Linked DNA regions of Lactuca sativa: region 1 is linked to region 2. A link is a contact called in public Hi-C data. All regions are on one chromosome and are shown on one strand. The core of a region is the stretch at or near the end of the contact, and the rest is flanking DNA. Distances in the headings are between cores, read along the strand shown. Region 1 holds the start of LOC111881177 (11S globulin seed storage protein Jug r 4). Region 2 holds the start of LOC111881179 (actin-depolymerizing factor).

Evidence for each region. A called contact is a pair of places that touch in the nucleus more often than the background predicts.
Region 1: a Hi-C map of leaf shows a contact between it and region 2, with 6 times the contacts expected there. The contact joins the promoter of LOC111881177 here to the promoter of LOC111881179 in region 2. A contact is called at or near these places in 2 of 4 Hi-C or Micro-C datasets (both in leaf).

Annotation. Positions count from the first base shown.
Region 1 is chr9:11,680,239-11,687,265 of Lsat_Salinas_v11, reverse strand. LOC111881177 (11S globulin seed storage protein Jug r 4) reads left to right here and starts at 1,263. Exons shown (of 4, transcript XM_023877571.1): 1 at 1,263-1,590; 2 at 1,670-1,917; 3 at 1,998-2,468; 4 at 2,549-3,100. The coding sequence starts at 1,293. The coding sequence ends at 2,944.
Region 2 is chr9:11,548,930-11,555,512 of Lsat_Salinas_v11, reverse strand. LOC111881179 (actin-depolymerizing factor) reads left to right here and starts at 1,852. Exons shown (of 3, transcript XM_023877573.3): 1 at 1,852-2,096; 2 at 2,483-2,748; 3 at 2,850-3,241. The coding sequence starts at 2,073. The coding sequence ends at 3,000. It overlaps LOC111881178 (inorganic phosphate transporter 1-4), which reads right to left and starts at 4,965. Exons shown (of 1, transcript XM_023877572.2): 1 at 3,346-4,965. The coding sequence starts at 4,965. The coding sequence ends at 3,361.

The DNA of each region.
Region 1 (7,027 bases), core at 14-2,513, 130 kb before region 2:
TTTTTCAATCAAAAGCACCAAAAACACACTTTAGCCTCTCAAACACTCAAGAACAAAGTTGGACTGATTAGGGTTTCTTCTAGCCGTCAAAAGGTGGTAAGGGGGCTGGAGAAAAGGACTTAAGGTCCTTTAAATAGGGTGCAAACCCGAAAATTTAGGGTTTCCATGCATAGCCTCTATTTGTCGAGTCGGGGTCCTCCGACTCGTCGAGTAGGAGTCAAAAACCACACGGGATGACTAGGTTCGACACGACGAGTTGGGGCCTCCAACTCGTCGAGTTCCTTAAATAAAATGAATAAAAAGCTTTTTGTGTGATTTAACCCCCAATAAGAAAAACCATTTTACACTATACATTGTTTACTCGTCTTTTACTTTTCCTTCAGACACTCCAGTTTTTCTCGTAAGCGGATCTTGTTGACACCACACTAGCCTTATGGGTTTTCCTCTCAACTTAAAGTGATTTAACTGTGATAACAATCAGACCACAATTGGTGATGTGGCAAGTTTGGTCAACAAAGAAAAAAGTGAAATTGGTCAACAAATGTCAATGTGGCAAAAAGGTAGCTGGATGCCCCTTCACTTTGGCCAAAATGACGTAATCGGCCCAACAAAAACGACTTCATTCCCTCATAAAGCCATAAAAATAATTTAGAGACTCAATCGGTCAACTCTATAATGTTTGTATGTCATATGTGTCATTTTCCCCAAGAAAAGAAGAAAAAAAAATCAATTTTTAAAATCCATCAATTGGTTAACCAATCTTTTCTCTTCTTAAATTGATATTAAAAAAAAAAAGTAGATATAAATCAAAATATGATCGCATATATTGATAAAAAAAAATTCCAAGCTCTAATACAAATTTATAAAGAAAAAAAATCACAAATCTTGTCACTTTATCCAAATTCATTCCATATCTCAACGCAAGCGAAAAAAATAAATATATTAAGTTGTCTTTAACTTGGTTCACTAAAAAATTATAACCATATATACGTAGGTGTGATTAAACTCGAGTACGTTTAGAAAATGAGAAGCCGAAGCTTTGGTGCAAAACTGCAAATAAAGACATCTAGCCGCTAGTTTCTCTGTTATTGTTACCAAAACCAGCATCTACAACACCTCTTCTTAATTGTGTGTCAAGCAATGAGACCTTCCAAGTCATCATGCATGCCGCAACTTGGCTAAATCTTTCTACGACCACCTCCATATGTGTCCATCTCTCATCCACTCTCCTCTTCTTTAAATTCCATTTCCATCCTACCACTCCACCACCATCCACAGTCTACTACACTACCATGGCTAACATTTCAATCCTCTCTCTTTCTCTAAGCTTCCTTTTAGTCTTCCATGGCTGTCTTGCTTTACGCCCTTTCCAGCAGCAGCAGCAGCAAAACCAGTGCCAGATTCAAAGAATCAATGCTCTTCAACCCAATGAACGAGTTCAAGCTGAAGCTGGGTGGACTGACTTCTTTGATTCCAGCAACCAGCAGTTCCTGTGTGCCGGAGTGGAGGTCATCCGCCACCATATCCAACCACAAGGACTTCTTTTACCTTCTTACGTAAACACTCCCCTCATGGTCTACATTCTACAAGGTAACTAACTCGGTTTAATTAAATTTCTAACTTTTTTATTTGTACTTATGGGGGTTTAATTTGTTTTTTTTTGTTCTAGGGAGGGGTTATCAAGGAACTATGTTACCTGGGTGTCCGGAGACATTCCAGTCGTCGCAACAACTTCAGGAGGGAAGTGGATCGTTCCAAGATCGCCACCAGAAGATCCGCCATTTCCAGCAAGGTGATGTGGTGGTTTTCCCCGCCGGAGCTGCTCACTGGATGTACAACGACGGACAAGAGGAAGTTATTGCTGTTGCTTTGCTCGACTCCACTAACTCAGCAAACCAGCTTGACCAGTTCCACAGAGTACGTATATCTTAAAAAACCTTAAAACTCTTCCATTTTTTTAGACCCCTACACCCATATATTAAACATGGTTCATGCAGAGATTCTTCCTTGCTGGAAACCCACAACAAGGACAACAACAACAACAAGGAGGAGGAGGAAAATCATGGGGGAGGAGTCAGAAAGGACAGTCACAGGAGGAGGGTTCCGGCAACATTTTCCGTGGGTTCGATCTTGAAATGCTTGCAGAGGTATTCAATGTCGACCAAGAGACAGCTGAGAAACTTCAAAGTCCAGATGACACCAGGGGTCACATTGTGAAGGTGGAAAGAGGACTTCAAGTTATCAGGCCACCAATGAAGAGTGAACAACAAGAACAAAGAGGCCGTGGAGGTGCCGCAAATGGTTTCGAAGAGACCATTTGCTCAGCGAAGATGACACACAACATCGACGATCCTTCACGTGCAGATTTCTATAACCCACAAGCTGGATGGTGCAACAATCTCAACAGTTTCAAACTCCCCATCCTCCAAATGCTTCAACTCAGTGCCGAAAGGGGAGTTCTTCGCAGGGTTAGTAGCAACTGCTTATATATTCACCAAAAATCATATATCTTATCATTAATGATCTTATTCGTGATATATGGGTGTAGAATGCTATAGTGTCGCCACACTGGTTGATGAATGCACACAGCATAATCTACGTGACAAAGGGAGACATGGGGATGCAGATAGTGAACCACGAGGGACAAACAGTGTTCGACGACCAGATCCAGGAAGGGCAGCTAGTGGTGGTGCCACAGAACTTTGCGGTGGTGCAAAAGGCAGGCGAACAAGGGTGCCAATGGATAGCTTTCAGGACCAATGACAACGCCATGATCAACACCTTGGCGGGTCATACTTCTGCTCTAAGGGCTATGCCGGTGAATGTGATTGCAAGCGCATACCAGATGACGCCGGAACAAGCATGGAGCTTGAAGTTTAACAGGAAGGAGACGGTGATGTTCAGCCCGACGTCGAGGTCTACTGGGAGGTCTATTGCTGCTTAAGCTCTTGGTGTAGAAGAGTGCGGCCGGTTGTATGTTTCTTTAGGGTTTCGATATATATGGAATAAGGAGAGATGTAAGGTGGTTTATAGTTTTTAAGGACTTAAATTCCATCCATCGATGTAAGAAAGTAATAATAAAGAGTTTTTTTTTATGGTATTGAATAGATTATCATATTGTCGCCTACGGTTATCGAGTTTATTTCCCAGTACAAGCTGTTCTTGAAAATCATTCCTAAAATCTTATTTTAATATTTAACGAACAGTTTTAAGAGCGACAAGATGGATTCTGTCATTTTAGTATTTTACGAAAATATCGAATGCGAATCTACGCTAAGTATTCATTTTACAGAATACATGTTATTTTACGAAAATATCGAATGCGAATCTACGCTAAGTATTCATTTTACAGAATACATGTCATATAAAATATACTGGAACATTTTTTTTTACAGAACATTTGATATTCGGTAAAATGAATATCAAATGCGGAGCTACAAGATGAATTCTCTTTGTATCAAAATATTTACTTTTTTTTTGAAATATTATCATGTAAAAACGACAAAATTGCAAAAATGGTTCATTCGATTTGTCAAAAATACGGGTTTTGGTCCAAAAAAAATTGGCGGTGTACCAATGGTCCAATTTTGGATACTTTTAGTGTTTTTGGTCCCTATCAACTTAAAAAGACTATCATGCCCTTATATTTATTTTTGTTATTTTTATATTTCATCAAATATTTTTAATTACTTAAAAATGAGAAAAGTCCCACCCACCATATTTTTTTCCCTTCCTCCGTCTACAGCCTTCATACAAAGACCCTCGAACATCATCGACGTCGTCTGCAGAAGCCTTCCACCGCCGACGATCTCCCGGTTTTTGTTATACTCGTTTTTGTTGCATTATCGCTACCAAAGAACAGATCCGATTAACAACCCTTCAAATTCAACTTCTTAAGATTGCTCACAGCTGGAAATCACGAGATATCGAAGCGATGTTTGTTAGTACAGGTCGTTGCCCTTCGGTGATTTTCTGCTGAAGATGATGGATTGTGGGTGTCCGGTTCAGTTCTAAAGGCAAGTTTTGGGTATCGATGATTTCGTTGACCAGTTGCGTGCTCTTCACCTTCATCTCCTTTGGGTGTCGAAGAATCAACCTCAATAAGGATTTGTTAGAGGCAATGGATGTGGATTGAGCCCCGATGATCTTTTAATCAATTTTATTTGTAATCAATTTTGGGTTTTATGAGCTTTAATTGTGCAATGTTATAACTTCACCGTTCTCTACTTTAACAATTCGAGTTACAAGGGAGTCGATTGGGTATCGTTGGGTCAAATTACATTGGGTTGAAGATCACATACCCGACCGATTGTTTTGGGTTCAATAAGTTCTAAAGCAAATCCATGGATGCTACTGAACCTGAATAGCTCACAGCCTCACCCTTACCCACGATGTTGAAGGTGTGGACTTCTAAAAAGTGTTGCTCCTATCTTCGATTGTACAACTGATCGTCATCATCCTCTCGCTGTCGTTTCTATCTCAAATCCTCTAAAAGTGGAGGTCAGAGAAATTGACACCATGGCAACAATTAGATCGGTTGCAGTGGTCTCGTAGATTGGTTCTCCAGTTGTTGAGCCACCACCTTCTCCCGTCTCATAGATGGTGATCGAAGATGGAGCAGAGAGAAAGAGGGTGGGATTTTTTGAGGCTTGTATGACAGATCCGATAGGTGGTGGTGGTGGTGGTCTTCTAATGGCGGTAGTCCAGCAAGTGGTGGTGTTCAGTAAGCGGCGGTGGCCCGGAAAGTAGTGGCCTCCGACAACAATGAAGAGAGAGAGAGAGAGAGAGAGAGAGAGAGAGAGAGAGAGATGCTTATCGAAGATGGGGAAGAGAGAAAGAGTGTATGTGGGTTAGTAGGAAGTAGGGTGGGTGGGGTGGGTGTGATATTTTTTTAGTTTTTCTTTTAATTAAAAGAGTAAGAAAATAATTAAAAAAAATTAAAAAAATAAGTAATGAAGGGCATATTCGTCATTTTAGGTAGGGTGTGGACCAAAACCACACAAAAATGCCAACAATAGGGACAAAAACCACACAAGTTATCCGAAATTGGACCACCGATGCATCACCAAACTTTTTTGGACCAAAATTACATAATTTTCCCAACCAGAGGGACAATTTTTGCAATTTCATATCCAAAACAGGAAAGAGAATTTTAGTACCGACAATACCAAAACCAAAAAATGAATTTTGCAGGAGCCGACTACCGAACGAATAGGTACCGCTAAATGTACTTTACAACTCATATTTTTGTACGGATTTTTTTTATGCAACAAGTAAGGCGCTGAGATGAAGGACAACAAAGAACACATAGCAAAAGGGATCAACAAAATCTTAGTTTATATGATAGAATTATGAGTATTCAAAGTTGAGAAAAAATTATATGCATGTTTTGTAAAAAAAATGACAAAGTTTGAAAATTTTAGGTTTTTCAAGTACCATATTATAGGCTTTGTAACTTAGGCTAAACTTATCCAAATCAATTGATTTTTTTAGCCTAACATGTATCCAAAGCAGAGAATATAACACAAAAAGAAAAATTAGTATAATCTGAGTTTATAAAATTAGTATAATCTGAGTTTCTATGAGCAAATTATGAATGTTAAAAAAAAAAAGTTATACCCAAGTCTTGTAAAAAAAATAAAATGATTGTTTGGAAAATTTTGATTTTCAAATACCCATGTTTAAGGTTATATAACTAGAGCTATATTTATTCAAACAAGTTGAATCATGAGCCTAACATATAACCAAGACAAAAGAAAAAGATGTAGGAAGAAGAGTCCATCTAATCCAACTTTCTATGAGAGAATTATGGGTATTCAAAGTTGAGTAAAAATTCTGCAGCGGACTAGAAAGAAAAAATGATAAAGTCTCAAACATTTTCAAGTATTCATGTCTAGGGCTATATAACTCTAACTATACTTATCCAAATAAGTAAATTCTGAAACCTAACATGTAGCCAAGATAGAGAAACAAAACAGGAAAATAAATGAACCAAACCTAAGCTAACATGCAACAAACACAGAGAAAAAATGCAGGAAAAAAAATGAACCTAATTGTGACATCCCTAAAATCTCGGCCAGAAAAGACCGATTTTCATTTATGCTTTTAAAATAATTTCAGAGTAAATCCTTTTGATTTGAAAGAGTTGCGGAATTTGTTCCCAAAAACAAAACATGATAAAACAATGTTTACCAAAGCATTTCATAAAAGAAATGTATTTTTCATTATATAATCAAAACTCGGGGTGTCATGTTCCGATACAGACCAATAAGCATAAACGATAACATTACAAGTCATTCAACAAATATATACATATACAGTAGATAAAATATACATTTTTATATGACTAAATCAAACAACAACGAGGCCTCTCATCTGTTTTATTACACACCAACTATCTACCCATGTTCTACCCAACATATTAGTAGATAAAATATACATTTTTATACATAGTTTTGAAAACTTGTATAGCATGCTTTAATTAATACATATTCCACATAACAGATGAGGCACACACACACATAACACGTATTTCATAGAGAATAAATCATATCTATGAGATAGAAGAAAGTGAATACACATTCACACATATAAACAATAATATACTTAATACACTCAAACCATACTTGTATTATTATCGTGTTTATGAAAGGTAGTATACACTCACTTGATCAGAAGATGATCAGACAGCACTACGACTTGCAGAAGTAGTAAATCTCAGCAGATCTGGAAGATCTTCACAAAAATCGAACTTCTCGCGGGCAGAGCTTCGGCTCGGGATCTTCGGGATCTCGGGACTTGCCTCGGGGCTCGAGAATATTACCGGGGCTTCAGGGTATTTCTGGCATGCAAATCGATGCAAAACGGGAGAGAGAAGAGAGAAAATAGCAAAAGAACTCGGCTGCCCTCGCATCATATTTATAGGAGGCTGGAGCCTCGGAGTACGCGGGGCGTACGCCAGTACGCGGGGCGTACGCCAGTACGCGGGGCATACTGGTCCGAATTCGTCGATGCGTTCATCATCCGA
Region 2 (6,583 bases), core at 603-3,102:
TGATAAATATGTTATCAAAACATTTATGAAGAAATGTATTTTTATTCATTTTAAAACATTTGAGATGTCATCGTCAATACATGAACATAACCATAAACAGAACTTACACTCATTATCACTAGTGATTTATATCTCCTTAATTTGTTGGTGTAATGTAACTTCATATCGACACATGTGATATAAATAAACTGAGTGGGTCAGGTTGGGAAACCTGGTGAGTACATCGGGTTTTCAACCCACAATAATATAATTATTATGTTTAAACAATCAAACAATCAACCCAATTACCCGTCCCCATTATCTTCTTTATTCTTAAGAATCTACCCTAAGAATCAGCTATCTCAAGTTCATTCATTCCTAAGGATCATCCTAAGGAATTGACATGAAATCCATCGTTTCCATGGTTTACTCAACGGACACTAAGTCTGCATAGTCGCCAGGGTTTAGGCATCAAGTCTGCATGGTCGCCAGGGTTTAGGCATCAAGTCTGCATGATCACCAGAGTTTAGACATCAAGGAATCTGCCCCTTGGACTCCTTGGACCCCGCTCTTAGGGGCGCTACCCCCAGACCTCCATTCATTCAGGGACTTCACCCCCAAATGATAGTGTACTTTGAAACTTGATCAAACTTAAACAAATATGTACTCTACATCTTCATTACTTGTTTAATATTTATCTAGATCACTTTTTGTTAACAAATTAATGACATGACACTTAACATTAATGATAACAAATCACCAACAATGATAATATAGTAGTTTTTACAAACATAATACTTGAGCTATTAACTTCTCATAAATAAAGGCCAAATCGTTGCGAAAAATAAAAATAAAAAATAAATTACGCATCAAAAGTAAACATGATCCTTTGTTGGACAAAATAAAAAGATGACATTAGTACAAGGACCAAAAACATAATTTACTCAGTATTTTATTTAGAAATTTAGATTTCAACTAGGGACCGTTCGCCTACCAATTTAGAAATTTAGGCCTCTGAATCTTTTACCAAATTATGTTGCTTTTCTTAAAAGAGATTCTAATTCCTTTAAATAGAAAGAGCACCAAGTCCTTACAATCATGTAAAAGTTTTTACAAAGTCTATTTTAGATTACTCTTATATCCTAAAACATAATAAAACGAATAAAAAGGGAAAAATAGATCAAAAGATCCAAAAAAATTCTAAAATGTGTACAAATATACTACGGAATCTAGACGGTCTCCTAGTAAACTTGTCCGGTGGCGACACTTTACTGATTTACTCCTCCCATTTCACAAGTTTCATTTTCTTATTTTATCTATTTATTTATTTATTTTTGTTTTCTAGTCATCTCTATTTTTACTTATATAACTAATAAACTCCAAAACAATCAAAAACTAATTACTTATTAATTCTACTAATAAAACATATCTAGTTATCAAAAAAGTCATGTTTTAAAATTCTTCAACTATTTTTTTTTTCCGAACAATCGTTTACAAATAAAAGTTACAACTTCTACTAATCATCAACTTCCAGCTTATAACTACCAATCACCAACTTCCAGCTAGTTTTATCGAATACGTCTATAAACTCAACATATTGAAACATAAGTTGTAACATAATTGAAATTCAGGGGCCATCAACAATGACAACAAGAACTTAATTGAGTAGATAGATGTATATGTATGTAGCATAACCCTAATGATTTAAAAGACATAGTTATGTGAAGAAAAAAAGCATGTAGAATTGAGGAAACTTGAAAAAAAAAATGTTTGAAAAGAAGACGCGGAAACTTGGTGGTGTCACTTGTGGATCGTTAATGGAACCCGCAAGCATGACTCGAGTTGCCAACTCAGCAAACGAAAACTAATATCAGCGTTGATTCTACGCACCGCCCCCCCAATTTTTCCAAATTTCATCTTTACGTAATTGGAATTTGGAATTCAATCTTATTTTTGATTTTAGTCTCTATCAATACCCCTCATCCGCTCATCTTTATTCTCATTTTGTGGTTTACCTTCTCAATCCACACAACAAATACACACTTCATTTCTTCATTTTTCATCTGGGGTTTGGTTCGTTTTCAAGATCACTCATGTCGTTCAGATTCAGAGGAGGGGTATGCACAAATTCTCTTGCTTTAGTTCTTGTTTTTGTTAATCAATAATGGAATCAACTTCGGAAGCTAGGGTTTTCTTTTCTGTCTTTGAATTCTTGGAATTATAGGTTTCTTTTTTCGCTGTTCCCGTGCTTGAGATCTGTAGACGATCGATTACAGTTAATCAGTAGCAATTACAGCTTTATTCTGTTCTAAATTACTACCTAATTTTGCTACTTTCTGTAAGATTGAAGAACTTGGTTATGTTCGTAAAGGGGATCCTGTGTAAAGTTGTTTAAAGTGCTTGTTTGGTGTTTATTTGGAACTATTGATTTCTATTCTAGTTATGATTTCTAGAACTATTGATCCTACGAAATCTTACACAAAAAAAAATATTTGATTCATAGGCAAATGCTTCATCTGGAATGGGAGTTGCTGATCACTGTAAAGGTACCTTCTTGGAACTGCAAAGAAAGAAGGCTCACCGTTATGTGATCTTCAAGATTGATGACAAGAAAAACGAAGTTGTTGTTGAGAAAACTGGAAGTCCTGCTGAAAGCTATGACGATTTTACATTAGCTTTGCCTGAGAATGATTGCAGATACGCGATTTATGACTATGACTTTGTCACCTCTGAGAACTGTCAAAAGAGCAAGATTTTCTTCATCGCTTGGTTAGCTTTCTATCTCTTTTGATCTATTCGTTTCTAGCATACTTGATTATCTTTTTGTGTACTTAAATGGATATTATGGTGTTTGATTTGACTTTTTTCAGGTCACCTGCATCCTCTAGGATTCGAGCCAAGATGTTGTATGCAACATCAAAAGACAGGTTGAGACACGAGTTGGATGGTGTTCATTATGAGATTCAAGCAACCGACCCTACAGAAATGGAGCTTGATGTGCTCAAGGAACGCGTATACTGATTGGTTAGCTTTCTTCAACTTGTGTTTCAAATAAATGGCACCTGCCCTACAACAACACAAAATCAACCAATCTTGTACCCGTCCTCCCATTATTTCTACTTTATGCAAATTGTCATGTATCTAGTTACGTATGTAGTTGATCATCTTCTTGATACTATTATATTGTTATATGCAAATATAAACGAATCTATGCCACACCCCTGTATGGGTGAACTCTCAATGGACAAAAGGTGTCTATTCATATCGTTCTTCAAAGATGATATTCTTTAAAGAAAACACGAGACTTTATGAAGAGCAGAAGTACAATTTAAACATAAAACAAATAGACATAATCATTAAGGCATGATACATGAAACAACTTTAGGTTGCTGCCACCTTGGATACATCTTCTGGCTTTACCGCATCATAATCATCCTCATTTTCACCCGACATCTCCTCAAGTGATTTCCCTTTAGCTTCGGGGACCAAAAGTGTAAAAAGAACACCCAAAAAGTTAACAACACCCAACACAATAAGCGCGTTCTTAACACCAATACCCGGAGAATACCCGACATCGGGTTTCTTTTTATCTTGAGCCAAATATAAAAACCCGAAAGCACCAACAATCGCCCCGAGCTTTCCTGATGCGGCCGATATCCCATGACAAGTTGACCGCAACCGGGCCGGGAAAATCTCGGCAGGTACGATAAACGTGGTGGCATTCGGGCCAAAATTGGCGAAAAAGAAAGTCAAAGAGTACATCACCACAAACCCGATTCGGTTTTCGTGTTCTTTCCAATGATTGTAAGGGATTGCTAATGCGAACATAAAGATTGTCATCATTGTAAACCCCATGAGTTGGATTTTGAACCGACCCATTCGGTCAATGAAGGCAACTGTAAACCAATACCCGGGAACCGTACTACAAAGCGCGATTATCGTTTGGGCTCTCGCGATTCTAAAAACCTCTTCAATCGCGCTCATGGTCTTCGCCGGTGGAATCCATCCAATCGCGCTAAAAACGTCTTTTTGGAAGAGATTTTGACTGTAAAACGCGATGTCGAGTAAGAACCATGTGGTGGTGGTCCCAAGGAGGTGGAGCCCGTGGCGGCGGAGAAATTGTTTTGTAAACAAACCAAACGAATTCGAATCTTTTTCGCTTATTTCTTCAACTTTTTTTTGTTCGGCTTCGATATCGACTTGCATAACACGTGCCATGTCCGCTGCCGCCTTTCCCGCGTTCTTGGCAACTAAAGCAGTGTACCGGGCCGTTTCCGGCATCTTCATTCGCCAGTAATACGTCATTCCGGCCGGAATCGCGCCAAACATCAAGATGATTCGCCATATGTAATCGGCTTGGTGAGGAGTGGAACGGAATTCGTCGGTCACATATGGCGGAACGTTGTACTTAGCTTTAAACGATGACGACACGATAATTGCGAAAATGCCACCGACTAAAATCCCGAAACCTTGCATAGCGAATACCGCAGCGATAAAAGCTCCTCGGGTTTTTTTATTCGCGTATTCCGACATTATAGTGGCGGAAAGCGGGTAGTCGCCTCCGATTCCAAACCCTAGCCAGAATCGAAAGAAACAAAGGGTAATCATGACTGCTTTCGGGTCATTGCTAAACGAAAGGCCGGAAGCTATGGAGCAAATCACCATGATCAAAAGTGTCATTCCGTACACTTTTTTTCTTCCCATTTTGTCCCCGAGCCACCCGAAAAAGAGTTGACCGGTTAGGGTTCCACAAAACGCGACACTGTTGACTGCCGCCGCCACTTGGGGCGGCAGTGTGCCGGGATTTGGGTGGCCCTCAACATGGTAGTAAATCCGGCCGAGTAATTTTGTGACAAGTGAGATGCAAAAGAGATCATATGCATCTGTGAAGAAACCCATTCCGGCGATTATGATTGCTGTGAAATGGTACCATTGTGTTTTTGCAAGATCAAGTGCGTGAAGCACTTGAAGTTGATCACCAGCCATTGCTAACTTTACATGAAATGATTAATCAGGAAAAAAAAACTGTTGTGTATTAATAATATACACAAATGTGTTCTTGATGGACGTTAGAAACAAGAAATACAGAATATACCTTTGACAGCAATACAATTTTGGGACTAAAATACAATTTTGGTGATGGGAAATCATCAAATTGTTTGACGATTTTGAGATTATTGTATATTTTAAGACAGCAAATTTCTTGTCTGATTTCTTAGCTATTTGGACTTTTTTGTGTGTCAAAATTAATGAGTTGAGGTGTTTGCCGAAGGCATATTTCAAGAACAGATTAGCCATAGAGATATATGATTTTGATGTTAACAAAGTCGAACAAAATTATGAAACATATTTTCTGATTATTAAAGCACACACTGTATTCTGGCTCTAGTTTTAGATTTTATTCTGAATTCGAGTTTTCATATTTATTGAAAATGTTAAAAGTGTTTGGCGAACTTTTTGTATTCGTAGATAGTAAAAATGCTAGCTCAAGTCGAGTTCTTTTTGGGCTGAATCATCTGAATCAGCCTTTGTTTCGTGTTGGTTGAAAGTGGTTTTTTAACTTGTGTAATTTGTTATTTAAATTTTGTATACCATGGGTTGTACCACTATGCGATGCTGCAGAAATTTTATGTATGTACAGAAATGAGTAATAATTTATAAAAATCAATTAGACAGGGTTCTAAATGGCGCAAGACGGGAAATTGCAGCAATGTTAATTCTTAAGGTTTTACAAACCATGATAAATCCATATGTTTTAAGACCGTGATTTATGACTTGTGTGTGCGCGCACGTGTGCGTTTTAAACAAACATTACCACCACCATCACTGCTCCACATATTGTTGTATATACTCATCGAGCCTCTGTCTCTTAAAGGAGTGTTGATATATCACACAACGATACAAGACCCTATCTTCCTTATCTCTGTGATGACTTACCTGAAGAGTAAACTAAAGTATATTGTATAAACTACAAAAAACTAAACAACTTGAATGTACACCAAAAAAAAAAAAGAATGTATATAATTATAGATTTATATTAAATGTCAAGTTTATAAAAGTGTTATATCAATGCTAACAACCCATTGGTTTTGCTCATTGTCCTACTCCATAATTATTATATATAACAAGAACTCACTGGTTTTATGTCCGATATTAACTTAACCGATCTAACAAGAACACAATGGTTTCAAGCATGATAGCATGCGTCTTGTCTCGCAGATTTAGAAAAGTTTATATATATATATATATATATATATATATATATATATATATATATATATATATATATATATATATAAGTTTATCAGGAATATAGTGGTTTCACATCCGATCAAGAAAAACAAAAAGAAAATGCGCCTTAAAAAAACTCCCAACATTACACGCCATGGTGCGCCTTGACTTGATTTGTCTCGACACATGCCACGCCTAACAACATCGTCATGAGGTTTTTCGGGACGTTGGAGTGCACGACTTAGCACACCTTTTAGAACACAAGAAATAGGGATGGGAAAAATAGAATATATGAGCCATAAAAACTCCTGATATACTTTGGTGAGCAAAAATTGTTATGGGGCCTCCCAATTAAGGAAATCAGAAAAATTCA